2 separate regions of the Mus musculus genome follow, and region 2 is linked to region 1. The links are chromatin contacts, called in public Micro-C maps. All regions are on one chromosome and are shown on one strand. The core of a region is the stretch at or near the end of the contact, and the rest is flanking DNA. Distances in the headings are between cores, read along the strand shown.

Evidence for each region. A called contact is a pair of places that touch in the nucleus more often than the background predicts.
Region 2: a contact with region 1 is called in a Micro-C map of embryonic stem cells, with 9 times the contacts expected there. The contact joins the promoter of Sos1 here to the promoter of Cdc42ep3 in region 1. A contact is called at or near these places in 2 of 39 promoter capture datasets (erythroid cells and pre-B cells), 5 of 484 Hi-C or Micro-C datasets (CD4 T cells, embryonic stem cells, pre-B cells and 1 more) and 1 of 9 other capture datasets (adipose tissue).

Annotation. Positions count from the first base shown.
Region 1 is chr17:79,353,508-79,360,460 of GRCm38.p6, reverse strand. It overlaps Cdc42ep3 (CDC42 effector protein (Rho GTPase binding) 3), which reads left to right and starts at 5,370. Exons shown (of 2, transcript NM_026514.3): 1 at 5,370-5,644. It overlaps Gm17315 (predicted gene, 17315), which reads right to left and starts at 5,762. Exons shown (of 2, transcript NR_165822.1): 1 at 5,457-5,762; 2 at 2,441-4,636.
Region 2 is chr17:80,475,718-80,481,981 of GRCm38.p6, reverse strand. It overlaps Sos1 (SOS Ras/Rac guanine nucleotide exchange factor 1), which reads left to right and starts at 1,529. Exons shown (of 22, transcript NM_009231.2): 1 at 1,529-2,145. The coding sequence starts at 2,059.

The DNA.
Region 1 (6,953 bases), core at 4,121-6,620:
AGCTCAAAGTGCTGTCAAGGCCACATACCTACTCATCTGTTGCTACCTAGAAAGTAAACAGAAAGAAAAATCTAACAAACATTCACTTTACCGAGTAGTAAAGATGTATTCAAGAGTGTAGAATATTAGTAAAGGGAGATTCTGGTCTCTGGAAGCAAGCCACCTTGGATCCCTGAGAAAAAAAGTGTGCAATACTATCAGTTGTGGTTCACAAATTATCTCTTCGTCATTGCTTTCCAATAGTAATCAGATTGTGCCCACATCTACAGTTGAAGATCACACCCACAAATATTTAGATATCATTTTCTGTGATATAAATGTCAGGACAGCCCTGTGTGTAATCTAAAGCTCATTTCCTGGTTGTTTTGAGGGTGAATCCAAGTTAAATGACCTGTCACACACCTTCAGAAGATGAGCTTACCTTTGTACACAGATATTACTGACTATGGGTAAGAAGAAAAGTGCCTGGTGGCAAAAAGACCTTTGAGACAACATGTGTCTGCAGGTACAAGGTTTTGTTCTCTCTCTCTGTGTGTAGGGGGCTTATGGGTATGTTACCTATGTGCCCATGGAGGAGAGGAAACATGAAGAATTTTCACTGCAGAGATTCCCCCCACCTCCTTTTACCCCCTCCCCTTCCTACAGAACTGAAATAATCATTCTTTCTGCTCACCTTACAGTCATTGTCACAGCTCTAGATGCACATTTTTGTCTGGCACCAAATAAATTCTGCTGAGAATACAATAGTCTAGATTTGTAGGCAGATACACAAATGAAGAAAGACTCAGAAAGAATTGGTGGGGACTGAGATCTCTATAAAGCAAGAGAGCACTATCTCTATAGCCTAGAGTGGATCGCAGATCTGTCCTGTCACTTGCTCATCAAAACATCGTTGCATTCAATAAATACCACGTGCCCGGTACCAAGTACTGGGATTTATTCGCTTTTTAAAAAACTGCTTAAATTCCCGATATGTGCCGAGCACTGATCGAGGGGTCAGGGCGTAGCAGTGAAACACACAATGTTTCTGTCCTTCTGCAGTTTATGTTCCGATGTCGGGCCACAGGGGACATGAAACAGACATATGATCAATGTGTCAGGTGTTAAGTCCTATGGAGAAGGATGAGAGGGTAAACGGATGAAAAGGAACCAGACTTCATCTCTGGGGAGCTAGCAGAAGCCTGGAGACAACTAGGAAGCAGACATAGGGATACCTGGAGAGAAAACCTACCCAGAGAGACCTGGTAGCAATGATTCAATCAACTATCCTCTCAAAGCTGGGGAAGGGAGTCTCCTGTAGAATGACTCAATGCCCAAAAAAGCCTTTTAAGTTGCCTCAAAGTGAAGAGTGGAAACTGAAAGGTTGGTTTTGCTTGTTTTTAAGTTGTCAGCTTGCAAATTACAGGCCTTAGCACCTTACTACCCAGTACAGACAACGCAACCTGAAATGAGGATGGCGTGAGCTACACGTAAAAGGATGATTAAGAGTAGCGAAGGCTATATAAATCTTAGGCAATGCTCTTCATCAGTCACCAATTTCCACTAACCATCAGATCGATTACACCTATGTCTATAGCTGAAGGTCTTATCCATGATTGAATTAGTGCTGGGCCATGGTTAGTAATCTCACACAAATTGTCTTCAAAGTTCCAGGCTGACCTTCTGCCCTGCTTAAACCCGTAAACCAGGCCTGCCGTTTGCATGCTACCATAGTTTCCAATATACCATTTCCTGCTCGGTCGGATTAGGTGAAGCTCAGGCTCTTAACCAAAAGGTGACTTGAGTTTCTTTATTTACAAGGAAATTGCTAGTTAGAAAATTTCTAAGCTATTTGGCAACTAGTGAAGGCAATTCATTCCCACTGGTGACTGTATAGAGTTCCTCTCAGGTGTAGCTAAAGTTTGTGAGCGAGGGGAACACCTAAGCTGCAGCTAGAGCCGCACTTGAAACATTGTAATCAAGCTGGGAGCGTAGCTCAGTGATAGGCTGTGTGCCTAGTATGTGCCCTGGGCTTCATCCCCAGCACCTTCAAACAAAAAGTCTCAACCTTGCAGTTTCTTACTGGCACCGCCCCCCTCAGATCTAACTTGGGGGGGGGGGATAATGGGGAACATATATGCTTCAGTTCAACCCGAATGTGGCATTTTAGGAGGAAAACCCCAGCTGAGCACACACGAGTACATTTCAGCTTTGCCAGAAGAAAAATAGTTATGCATTATACATGGACTACAAAGACGCTTTTTTGTAAGCTTTCCTTTCAAATGTTTGAGTTTTAGAACTTAAAACGTTCCATGTGTTTTGTGTTTCTCCTTCAGTTAGACTAAAGTAAAGGGACTGAAATTTTGGTTTCAGCAGTTGTGCGGTCTATCCCAGGAATGTTTAATATAATATTATCCTGTGCTATAGAGTTTGTAAATAAGGCTCTTAGACTCATGGCTGATTGCTATTAAGGACTTTTTATTCAACAGATATTATTGTTATTATTACGTGCCAGGCCCTGTTTTAGGTACAGAAGCTACAAAGTACTTCATGCCCATCCATCCATGCATCGCAGAAAACAGGCCATAACCAACACTATAAATACATATGATGTCATGTCAGGTCATGAAGAAACTATTCTTCCTGCTTTATTCAGGGAAAGGGAATTTGGGTGGGACTGCTATTTTAGGGGAGGGAAAGTCTCACCCTTGAAGTCTTATTTGAAAAAAAAAAGATCTTAATGAAGGGAGAAAGGAGGCTTTGAAGCTTTGGGGGAAGAAGTGTCCTGGACAGATAGAGGGCAGGGCTCAGCAGGCATAAACTGAAGGGCAGCTTGGAGTCTCATATGGTGGGATGAAGACAAGTGAGAGCAAGTATTGGCAAGGCAGCCATGAACAGAAGCCACGTGACAGTTCTCCCTACTCCATCCTAGGGGAAACCAACACTAGTCTAGCTTCAGTGGGAAGTCAAAGAGATGATAGGGACTCATCCGTAGGCCCTGCGTGCTATAGCTATTAGTCCTAGACTTCCAAGATTCCCACTGATTTTTTCCCAAGGCTAACCCTCTCTGAAATACAGTCTCAGAAGTCTCAGTCGTCACGAAGCGAAGTTTTCCTTTCTGCTTAGCAGGAGAGCCTCCTGAAGTTAACAAAATCTAAACCCACGGAACCAAAAGGCTGCCATGACTAAATCAGGAAATGAACTCATTTGGAAAGAAAATTCGCAACATGAGGGCTTTTTTCCTCACTGAAGGTGTTCAGCACAAATAAAATAACACAGCCTCAGGGAAGCCAGGATGGATCAAGTCAGCACTACCAGAAACCCTTGAAGAGGTAGGTTACACATGCACTGTCTAGGGCTCAATGGTAAAGACTTGTTTAAAACCTCATATAGAAAGAAACCACCTCTACGTGAAACAGAAACAGCTCATAAGAATGAAAACAGAGTTTTGGCATAAAAGTTTTAACTTATAGCCACCTGCCACCCTATGTTTGCACAAACTGTAAAAGAAATTATTTACTTAGACACGTGGAAATGGACTGCATTTAATGGCAGCTAACAATAGAACGAATTTTAAAAATCACACACATGACATATGTGTAAGGAATGCTTTTATGCGTAAAAAAGGAATTTTCATACAGCATTTCATAAATGTATATACATGCATATTTGTACTTTTAAAAATACCATATGTAATGAAAGCTGTGCATAAATATTTATAAAAATACCTTTATCTAACTAGGCCAGTAACATTTAATATTTTTCAATAAATTCATATATAAAATATATACATTAGTGCCAAATGGAACATATATTTTGAAATATGAACCCCAAGTAAAACTCTGAGGAATTCGGAGTGGAACCCAGGTATCTGCCAAAGGCAACTTCGGAGCAGTCGGTCATTCGGAGAAGGGAAACAGTGCCGGGTCCCTTATCTTCACCGACTGTTTTGCTTGTCAAAATTCTGGTATCACTTCTGCGGTTTTGTATTTGACTTCCGACCTCATGGCCGTTTAACCTGCCAACTATTATTTTCTTTGAGGCTTTTAACACTCCACCCAAGTATTTTGCTTTCCCCAACAGTTGTGTCCGCTTCCTTTTTAAATTCATCTTAACGTCGACCGTGGTTTAGGACCTGGGCTTAAAGTGCACCCGGTCTAAGGTTTCAGAGCGATTCAGATTGGGGGCACCCTTGTGATGACCCCGATAGCGCCCAGGGAAGCCAAGGTCTCCAGGAGGGGCTCTGCTTTGTGCCAGGATTTCCAGGCAACCTGAGAGTCCCAGGGTTGGGGCCAGACCTGGAGCGTGCGACTACTCGGGGTTCTAGCTCCTTTTCCAGGTCAACCAAGCCGGCGGGGGACATCAACGCCGGAAAACACCACCTTTTCCTGTCTCCAACCTGGCGGACTAAGGGAGAAGGAAGAGAGGGCGACCAATTAAGACAATTAACATTAATTCTCTGGGTTCCTACAGAGGTCCAGGGACAGAGGGGCGGGTCGTCCTGAGGCCCTGGCTGGGTGACCGACAGGTGCAGGTGTCGCCACGGGCGGAATTTTACGGTCCGGAGCAGCAGCAGCTGCGCCACTTGCGCCGCCTCGCAGAGCGTCCCGGAGAGCCGCCACCCGCTTCCGCAGCTTTAGGTCAATCTCTGACAGACCTGGAGGGGGAGGAGACGTCACCCTCCCGACAGGAAAAACCTGCTGCGTCTGCGTTTCTCTGCGTCCCGCAGGCTCTCAGCCTCCACCCCGCGTCTCCCGCGCGTCAGATCCGCGCTCCAGGTTTTGGCGACAGCTTGCAAGGGGAGCCGGCTGCACGTTGACAGCACGCGACCCTCCTTTTCCCTCCCGAGAGCTACAGCTGCCAGGGGGTCCCCAGGGAGCTGCGGCCGCGCTGCGGCGACCCGGTCAGGTGGCCCTTCTTCCCCGCGCAGGTCCCCTTCCTCCGCTGCGAAGCCCCGCACTGCTAGGTGGGTTAGGTAGGACAGGGAAAGGCGGGGACACGAGGGTGAGCACGAGGGTCCCGGGTGCGGGCGGAGTCCCATTGTTCTCCCGCACCGTACGGACAGCAACGCTCTGGGGTCCCCTCTTTAAAGGGAGCACCCCGCCACTTTTCTTTGTGCCTGAGGGAGCCCCAGCCGGCATTGCCTCTGAGAGAAGCCACCACTGGGAAGGGGTGGAACTGGGAGGTGACAGTGGGTAGCCTTTGTCCTCCAAGAGTCCGCAGCCTCGCCTCCAGTCCTGCGGGTCTGGGGGTGGTGGGGAGGTGGGGGACAGGTACAACGGAGGGACGGTCCAGGTCGGCCCGCACCCTTCTCCCCGCCCTGCCCTGGCCTCACAGCCCCGCCCCGCCCCGCGCCGGCCCCGCCCTGCGTCCTGCGCCCCGCCCTCGGCAGGTTGAGGCCCGGCGTCCGGCAGCCGCGCGCACAGTGTCGCGGGCGCTTCCAACTGCCGCTGGGAGCACAGCAGCGGGACGCTCACCGACAACCCAGTTCCGCAGCGGCTGCCTCCCGGGAGACGCCGCGCGCAGTCCCGGAGCAGATTCTGCGGTGAACCGTTGCCGCCCCTCTGGTTCTGCGCGCACCAGCGAGGACTGTTGCGCCCTCGGGAGGCGACCCGGGCCGACGCCCGGCCCTCCGGGCAGAAGCTAGGAGCCTTAGAGACTGCTGGTGAGTGTGTGACCCAGGCTGTCTCTCCACCTGTAAGACTGTCCGACCCTCAACCTAAGCCCCCTTCCAGCTAGTGCAGATGGTGGCCTTGGAAGACTTAGAGGGTGCGAGGATAATCTACCGCACCGCCTGGTTGAGCTGATGTTTAGAGGATCAAAGGGGACATCATGCTTGACGTCCGGGAGGGGGGATCAGGACGCGGAGCTCTGCCACCTACTTCTTTAGGGTGGGGCTGCAGTCAGCACGGCCCCCTCCAGGCCATTGACAGCCATTCTGGGCGCGTGTTGCGTTTTTCCAGCAGAACAAACCGCACTTGGCTACCGCGGCCCTCTAGTTGTGTGTTTGCACCGATGCGGCGCGGCGCGAGAGTGCACCGCGCAGCTTGGCAGTTTCCGAACTGACAGAGGCAGCACATTGTAGCTGAGGCTCCAACCTGCAGATCTGGCAGTTGGGGGAAAAAAATTTTTTTTTTCTTTCTCGACTGCGGTTTCTGAACAACTGAAGCGTTTACAAGATCTTTACTCCCTCTTCCTCCTCCTTCCCCTCTCCTTCTCCTCCTGCCTCTCCTCCTCCTCTTCCTCCTGCTATTGCTCTTCTTCCTCTTCTTTTCTCTTCCTTCTCACTAAGTATCTTGACACAGCCATGCGAGGACGAATGGATCCGGCCAGTCAGTTTTTTTCTTTATGAATTATTATACTCCACCCCGCTCTCGCCTTTGGGAGGGAAGGCATGTGTTTCATCTTATAAATAGAAAGTAGCATATTTTTTGGCAGGACCTGCTTTATACTGCACCGTCTAGGAGAGGTCAGTTTAAAAATAAATATGCACTTGAATGTTACATTACCGAGCCGGCTGTGGCTGGGACAAGCTGCGAGTACAGCGGCATCAAAGCTGGGCGCACATCTGTGTTGAAAGGAGTTAAAGCCCCAGAGTGCAGCCCCGGCTGACAGTCAAGTAATTACATTTTGTTTAAAAAAAAAAAAGTGAGTGAATTAAAAGGAGGGTGGGAAGAGGAATGTCAGGCAGGGACTGGAGCCTGAATCTTTGCAGCCTTGGTGCGTTTGCGGGGAGTGGGCTGCTGATTGTGTGCAGTGTGTAGTGGGGGCTCTGGGGAGGGAACTGATGGATGTGTTGGGGAGACAAAGATTCCTTCTGCTGCTTCCTCACCCTGGCAGCTTGTAGCCCTCCCAGTATCCTCGAGTTCTGGGAGGGGGTGGAGGAGGGGTGCCGCCTTGAAAATATTAGGAGGGTAGCAGATGTCCCTGCTTTAATAGTAGACCCAGACTTGGGAACTCCCCCTTAACATCAC
Region 2 (6,264 bases), core at 280-2,779, 1.1 Mb before region 1:
AGCCCTGGCTGGATTGGAACCTACCACACAGCTGAGATTGGCCTTGCTCCTCTGCATCTACCTCTCTCCTGAGGGCTGGGATTAGCGGCTGCATCACTTCTCGCAGCTTGAAATGTGTTTTAATAACGAGAAGCCAAGGAATAGTTTTCTATAATAGTTGATTTGGTTCAGTCACTTAAGACCACACAAACCAGTTGTTGAAAATAACTGATATATCAGTTGTTCTCTGAAATTCCTTTTCTAAGTCCTTCCTAAGCTATAATTCCTCTGCCTTTCTCTTTAAAAAATTATATTTATCTTGTGTGTGGTGCACCTGCCATTGGCCATGTGTAGAGATCAGACGAACTTCTGGGAGTCAGTTTTTCTGCTCCCAGCGTTTGGGTATCTAAGACAGAACTTGGGTTCCCAGTCTTGGCTGCACCTGCTCTTTCCTGGCTGAGCCCTCCCACCAGCAGGTCTGCTGTTGTCTTACTACTCTGATGGTTAATGGATGGACTTCAAACTATTACTGAACACGTTCAAAATGAGGGGGACTTCTTTTTTTTTAAGATGCAAATCTGTACATGTATTATAAAAGGAAAGGCTTGTAGATTTCATTCAGATCCTAAGAGGTAGTCTAAAAGATGGTGGTTTCAAACATTTTTCATCTGTGAGATCTTGTTTATTGTACTACAAAACAGCATGGTTCTTCCAACTGTCTTCTCATCTATGAAATGAAAACTGAAAACTAAGACGTTTTACTAAGAAAGCGTTCAATGATAGAGCACATGTGCCACAGCGTTGCACAGTGCCACTACAGGAAGCAAGTCCATCCTTAGGATGGACGGACAATTCATAGATACTGCTTTTATAGCATTCTGTGATTTTCATATCTCTATCCTGGGTCCTGTACCAAGGCGAGGTGAGGGCTGGGGGGAAATCCCTCCCTTCCAGAAGCTAATTATCCAGTTGAAGCTATGAAAGATCCCAAGCAGGATGGACTAAATCCATAAATAAAAGCTTGTGGGTTTGAATAGACACATGATCAATAAATACTACACGTATGCGTTACGTCCTCATGGCATGGAAAGGCAGATGGAAACAGGCAATCTCTCCTCCCACTAGACAAACACTGAGCAGTCGGGCCTTTTGTTTTTTTTTTTTTTTTGTTTTGTTTTGTTTTGTTTTTGTGAGAGGGATCTATCTTTTGTGCAATCTGTTTAGTATACAGTGCATGCTCGGGGCACTCCTTATCTTCGTGCTGGGAACAAAGTACACACACCCCTTTTCTGAAACACAGGGCCTAGGATCTCCTAGAGCTGGATGGGCTCCCGGGCTGTGGGACCACACAAAAGGGGCGCTTCGCCTGCTCGCAGGCCCCCACACCCAGGTTCTCGGGTCGCGGGTTCGCCTTCAGGGTCCTTCAGCCCCGCCTCTGCGAGTGCCCTCCCCAGCCTCTGGCGCGCACCCCTCCTCATCCGCGGGCAGCCGGAAAACCCGGAGCGAACCGGCCCGGGCCAGCGGCGCATGCTCAGTTGCGAGCAGGTTCAGTTTGCTAGTAGGAAGCTCCGGCGCTACACCGGCGGCGGCAGCGGCAGCGGTAGCAGCAGCGGCGGCGACGGCCAAGCGGCCGGATTCCCCGGCAGCGACCTCGGGCCCTCCCCGTTCCCCACCGACCCCTGCTCCCGCTTCGTCCCGTTCTGGGCCTCTCGCTTGAGTTCCCCGCTGGCGAGCGGGCGCCACCGGCCGGAGCGTCCATCCACGCGCCGTCTCTCGGCGGGCCAGGCCGTGCCGGGGAGCGCAGCCCCGGCGGAGGGCGGCCCGGGGCGGAGCGGGGGGCCTGCCCCGGGGCGGTGGTGCGGGATGCCGCCGCCGCCGCCGCCGGGTTGCGTTGGCTCTCGGCGAGCGGCGCGCGTGTCGGGTGGGTGTCCGGCCGCGGGCCTCGCCCCCCAGACTCCTCGCCAGCGCTAGCCGGGCCGCGCGGCGCCCCGAGGGGGCCGGGCCGTGCACGGGCTGTGGCCCTTCTCCGCGCCGCGAGCCGCCGCCCCTCCGCCCGCCCCGAGGCGCCCCGCGGGCACCATGCAGGCGCAGCAGCTGCCTTACGAGTTTTTCAGCGAGGAGAACGCGCCCAAGTGGCGGGGGCTGCTGGTGCCTGCGCTGAAAAAGGTAGGGGCGCGGAACCCGCTTCCCGGCCGCAGTCCGCGCGGGGCTGGGCGAGGGTGGGGAGGCGGGGCGCCACTGTCGTCTTTCTTCCCGGTCTCGGATCTCGGGGAGGTCTGCTCGGGCTGCGAGGTTCCCCGCGTCCGCTGCTCCAGCTGTTGACACTCGCCCGGGGTGCGTGGGAAGGCCGCACACAGTCGGGGAGGGTTGGTCTGGATCATCCAAGCGCGGAGGCGGGGGTTGGAGGAGCCTCGGTTTTCCGTGGAGGTCAACGAAGGCCATTGCCTACCTTCTCGATCTTCCGAACTGCGGTCAACCTCTCGTTTTAGGAGTCCGGTACTCTCACTGGCTCGAAAGTGCCTTGGCCACAGTGCTTGCCTAAGTAATTGCGAGGTTGCCTGCCAGCAAGAACATGGCCTGCTCGGCTGTGCTCGTCCTCAGTCATAACTCCCCGTTTTCTTGACCCCCTCCCCCATTACAGCGGTGATGCACATGCCACTGTATTCAGATTGGTTCTTTTGAAGTGTCTGAGAATCTTTGAACGTCATTTGGTTTGGTGTTTTGCATCTTTTTATTTGGAAATGTTGCTACATTTTAAAAGCTTCTAAAGCAACTGTCTGTCCTTTGGTTAGGCATTTTGGATTTTTGTTTGCCAGTGGTTAAAGTTATTCGTGAATGTTGCTACATTTTAACAGCTTCTACAGCAACACTTAGTGACATAGTAAATACTGTACTAAGACATCTGAAACAGGTGTGCTTGAATGGATTTTAAAACAACCAGATTGGTTTTTGTTTTCATTTGCCTTACCTGTAGAAATTGTTTTACAATTTAATCTCCCATTTCTTGTTGCTCAGATGATTTTCGTGCTATCTTTGCTAAAATGCAGTTTTGTTACTACTGAGTACCTGGCGTTTACTGTGCCATTATGCAGAGCCTTTCTATTTTACCAGAAAGTCTTGAAAGGTATTTCATACTCCCAGAGGCCAGTACCTTTCAGTTTCTCGTCTGCCCTGTTCTCCCCTTCCCCTCTTGGTATGTTATGTGGAAACTGTTGGCTTTGTTGGAAGACTTTGCTTTTATCTTTCAGACTTAGGTTCCTGCGCTTTATCCTCAAGTGTCTCCCTACTTACAAACCTCTGTATGTTTTCTAAGAAAATCAAAGAGACCACCTTGTTGTGCATCCTTAATGACTCCATGAGACTTCAGTCCATTTCTACATTGGCTTTACCTGCACAATTGCCTGCTTAGCTTGGAGAATTGGAGAAGAATGCCTCATGATGCTAGAAGTTTGGTATTTTGACAGGACAGGATGAAGACAAAAAATTGATTTATATGTACAAAAGCTCTCATAGAACCAGTTTGAGGTATATGGCTTAAAAGCAATAGCTCCTATTCTAAGGAAACCTCCAAAATAACACTCGAGGCTCCTTTAGAATGGTAGACAGAGCATTGTAGAAGTTGGCAGACTACTCTAACTTGCCACTTGGGTGGTCCTTGCTGAAATCTATTTTGTGTGGCTGGCATTGTGGATTTTGTTTTGTTTTTCAATGTATGTAATTAGTCACCAGTTTCTTTTTTTCGAGACAGGGTTTCTCTGCATAGCCCTGGCTGTCCTGGAACTCACTCTGTAGGCCAGGCTGGCCTCGAACTCTGAAATACGCCTGCCTCTGCCTCCCAAGTGCTGGGATTAAAGGCGTGCGCCACCAACCTCCCGGCAGTCACCAGTTTCTTAAAATGAGAACTATCACATAAACTCTGAGGTTTGTTTGTTTTGAATTATAGATGGACTGGCCATACATTTTCACCATCAACTGCTAGAGTTTTGAGTGACTGCTTTCTTTGGAAAGGGTTTTGTCTCCAGTTCATCAGTGTTGCTTGTGTTCTATCGCTTCATGGTTGGTTGGTTTTCCATTTGAAGCAGAGACCTCCCTGTAGAAGTGATATGAAGAGGGAGTTTACAGAGTCTCCCTAATGTGTGAGGTTCTTTCCCTCATTTACATTTCCACCTGCAATGCTCTTAAGACACCCAAGACAAGGTTGGATATATTTCTCATATTCTGAATATGCTCTTTTGTTTTTTTTTTTTTTTCCCGAGACAGGGTTTCTCTGTATAGCTCTGGCTGTCCTGGAACTCACTTTGTACACCAGGCTGGCCTCCAACTCAGAAATCCACCTGCCTCTGCCTCCCGAGTGCTGGGATTAAAGGCGTGCGCCACCACACCCGGCCTGAATATGCTCTTGTAGCTGAAAACTTGAATTATGGTATGTGTGTAGATGTGTCCTTGGACATTTTGTGTCCTTGGACATTCTGTGTGGGTGTCTCCTTATCTTGAGCTCTTCAGACTTTAAACTACTTGCGTAGTGCCCGACTGTGTGTTTTCATACCTGAGGCTTTTTGGATAGCCTGTGCATTTTCTCTGGTCTAATACTATTCAACCCCAGAGATTTTTCTCAACCTAGTGGCCCATCCTAACTCAACAGTGAATTTTAAGTCCTAATTTACTTGTCCATATTCACATTAGCTACCCTATTGGACTTGTTGTACACAGGTGCTAGGCCTTACACCTGTTAGCACTCATTTTGGTTGTTTTGTTTGTTTGTTTGTTTGTTTGTTTTTGTTCTTTTGGTTTTGGTTTTTCGAGACAGGGTTTCTCTTTATAGCCTTGGCTGTCCTGGAGTTCACTTTGTAGACCAGGCTGGCCTCGAACTCATAAATCTGCCTGCCTCTGCCTCCCAAGTGCTGGGATTAAAGGCGATGAACAAGTGTCTTTGTAGGTTACCTTGAGTTTGTCAGACTTTAAAGTAAATTATTTAGAAATCTTGCTACATTTTTTTAAAGCTTCTAAAGCAACATTGTAACTTAGTAAATCTTCACATCTCCCTCCTTTTGGTTTGGCGTTTTGAATTTCTACCCTTTGTATGCTTCATTTAGTTTGCCAGTAGTTAAAGTTATTTGGAAATGTTGCCAATTCTGTAAGGGGATACTCAAAACTGACCCCCACCACCAGTTTTTAACTTCTTGATTAACGGCTTTAAACTTTTATTTAATTGGCTCAAAACTGAAGCCTAGGACTCCTTTCCGTACTGCTGCCTGCCTTCAGGCCAAACCTTCTGCTTATCAACCTCTAACATGCTCTTGGACTCTGCTCTGCTAACTGCTTGGAGTTTCCGAGGTTACTGTGGTAACCTCTCAGTTGAGTTCCTTACCCCCAACCCACCTGCCTTTACATATTTCAGAAGTTATAAAGTACTTTCGAACATGTTATACATTTGTTCAAAATTGTTGATGTCCTTTAAGTTAAAGTTAGGGTTTGTTTGTTTGTTTTTTTAAGATTTTTATTTATTTTATGTATATGACAAGTACACTGTAGCTGATCTAGGAAACACCAGAAGAGGGCATCGGATCCCATTACAGATGGTTGTGAGCCACCATGTGGTTGCTGGGAATTGAACTCAGGACCTTTGGAAGAGCAGTTAGTGCTCTTACCCGCTGAGCCATCTCAGCAGCCCTAAAGTTAAGTTTTTTAAGCATGGAATTTATAAGACGGCTTTACCTTGGCCTTCCTGTTTGATTTCCTACCTAGATCTTTCTGGAGAGCACTGCTCCTTTTCCTGAATGTATTTATTAGGCCCCACAGTGTCTTTCCTACTGCATCTATCACATCCCACAAATACTTGATTCTTGTTTCAGAACAGGTATGGCCTTTGGCACTAAGGATAAATGACATATATTAAGAAGACTAAGTCGAGGGAAGGTGGTAGTGGATATGTCTGGAGAGAGGACTTGTTTTTAAGCCAGGGATTTTGTTTTTGTTTTTTTTGTTTTTTTTTTTTTTATTAGATATTTTCTTTATATTCATTTCAAATGCTATCCCGAAAGTTCCCTATACCCTCCCTCTGCCCTGCTCCCCTACCCACCCACTCCCGCTTCTTGGCCCTGGCTTTCCCCTGTACTGGGGCATATAAAGTTTGCAATACCAAGGGGCCTCTCTTCCCAGTGATGGCTGAATAGGCCATCTTCTGCTACATATGCAGCTAGAGACACGAGCTCCAGGGGTACTGGTTAGTTCATATTGTTGTTCCTCCTATAGGGTTGCAGACCCCTTCAGCTCCTTGGGTGCTTT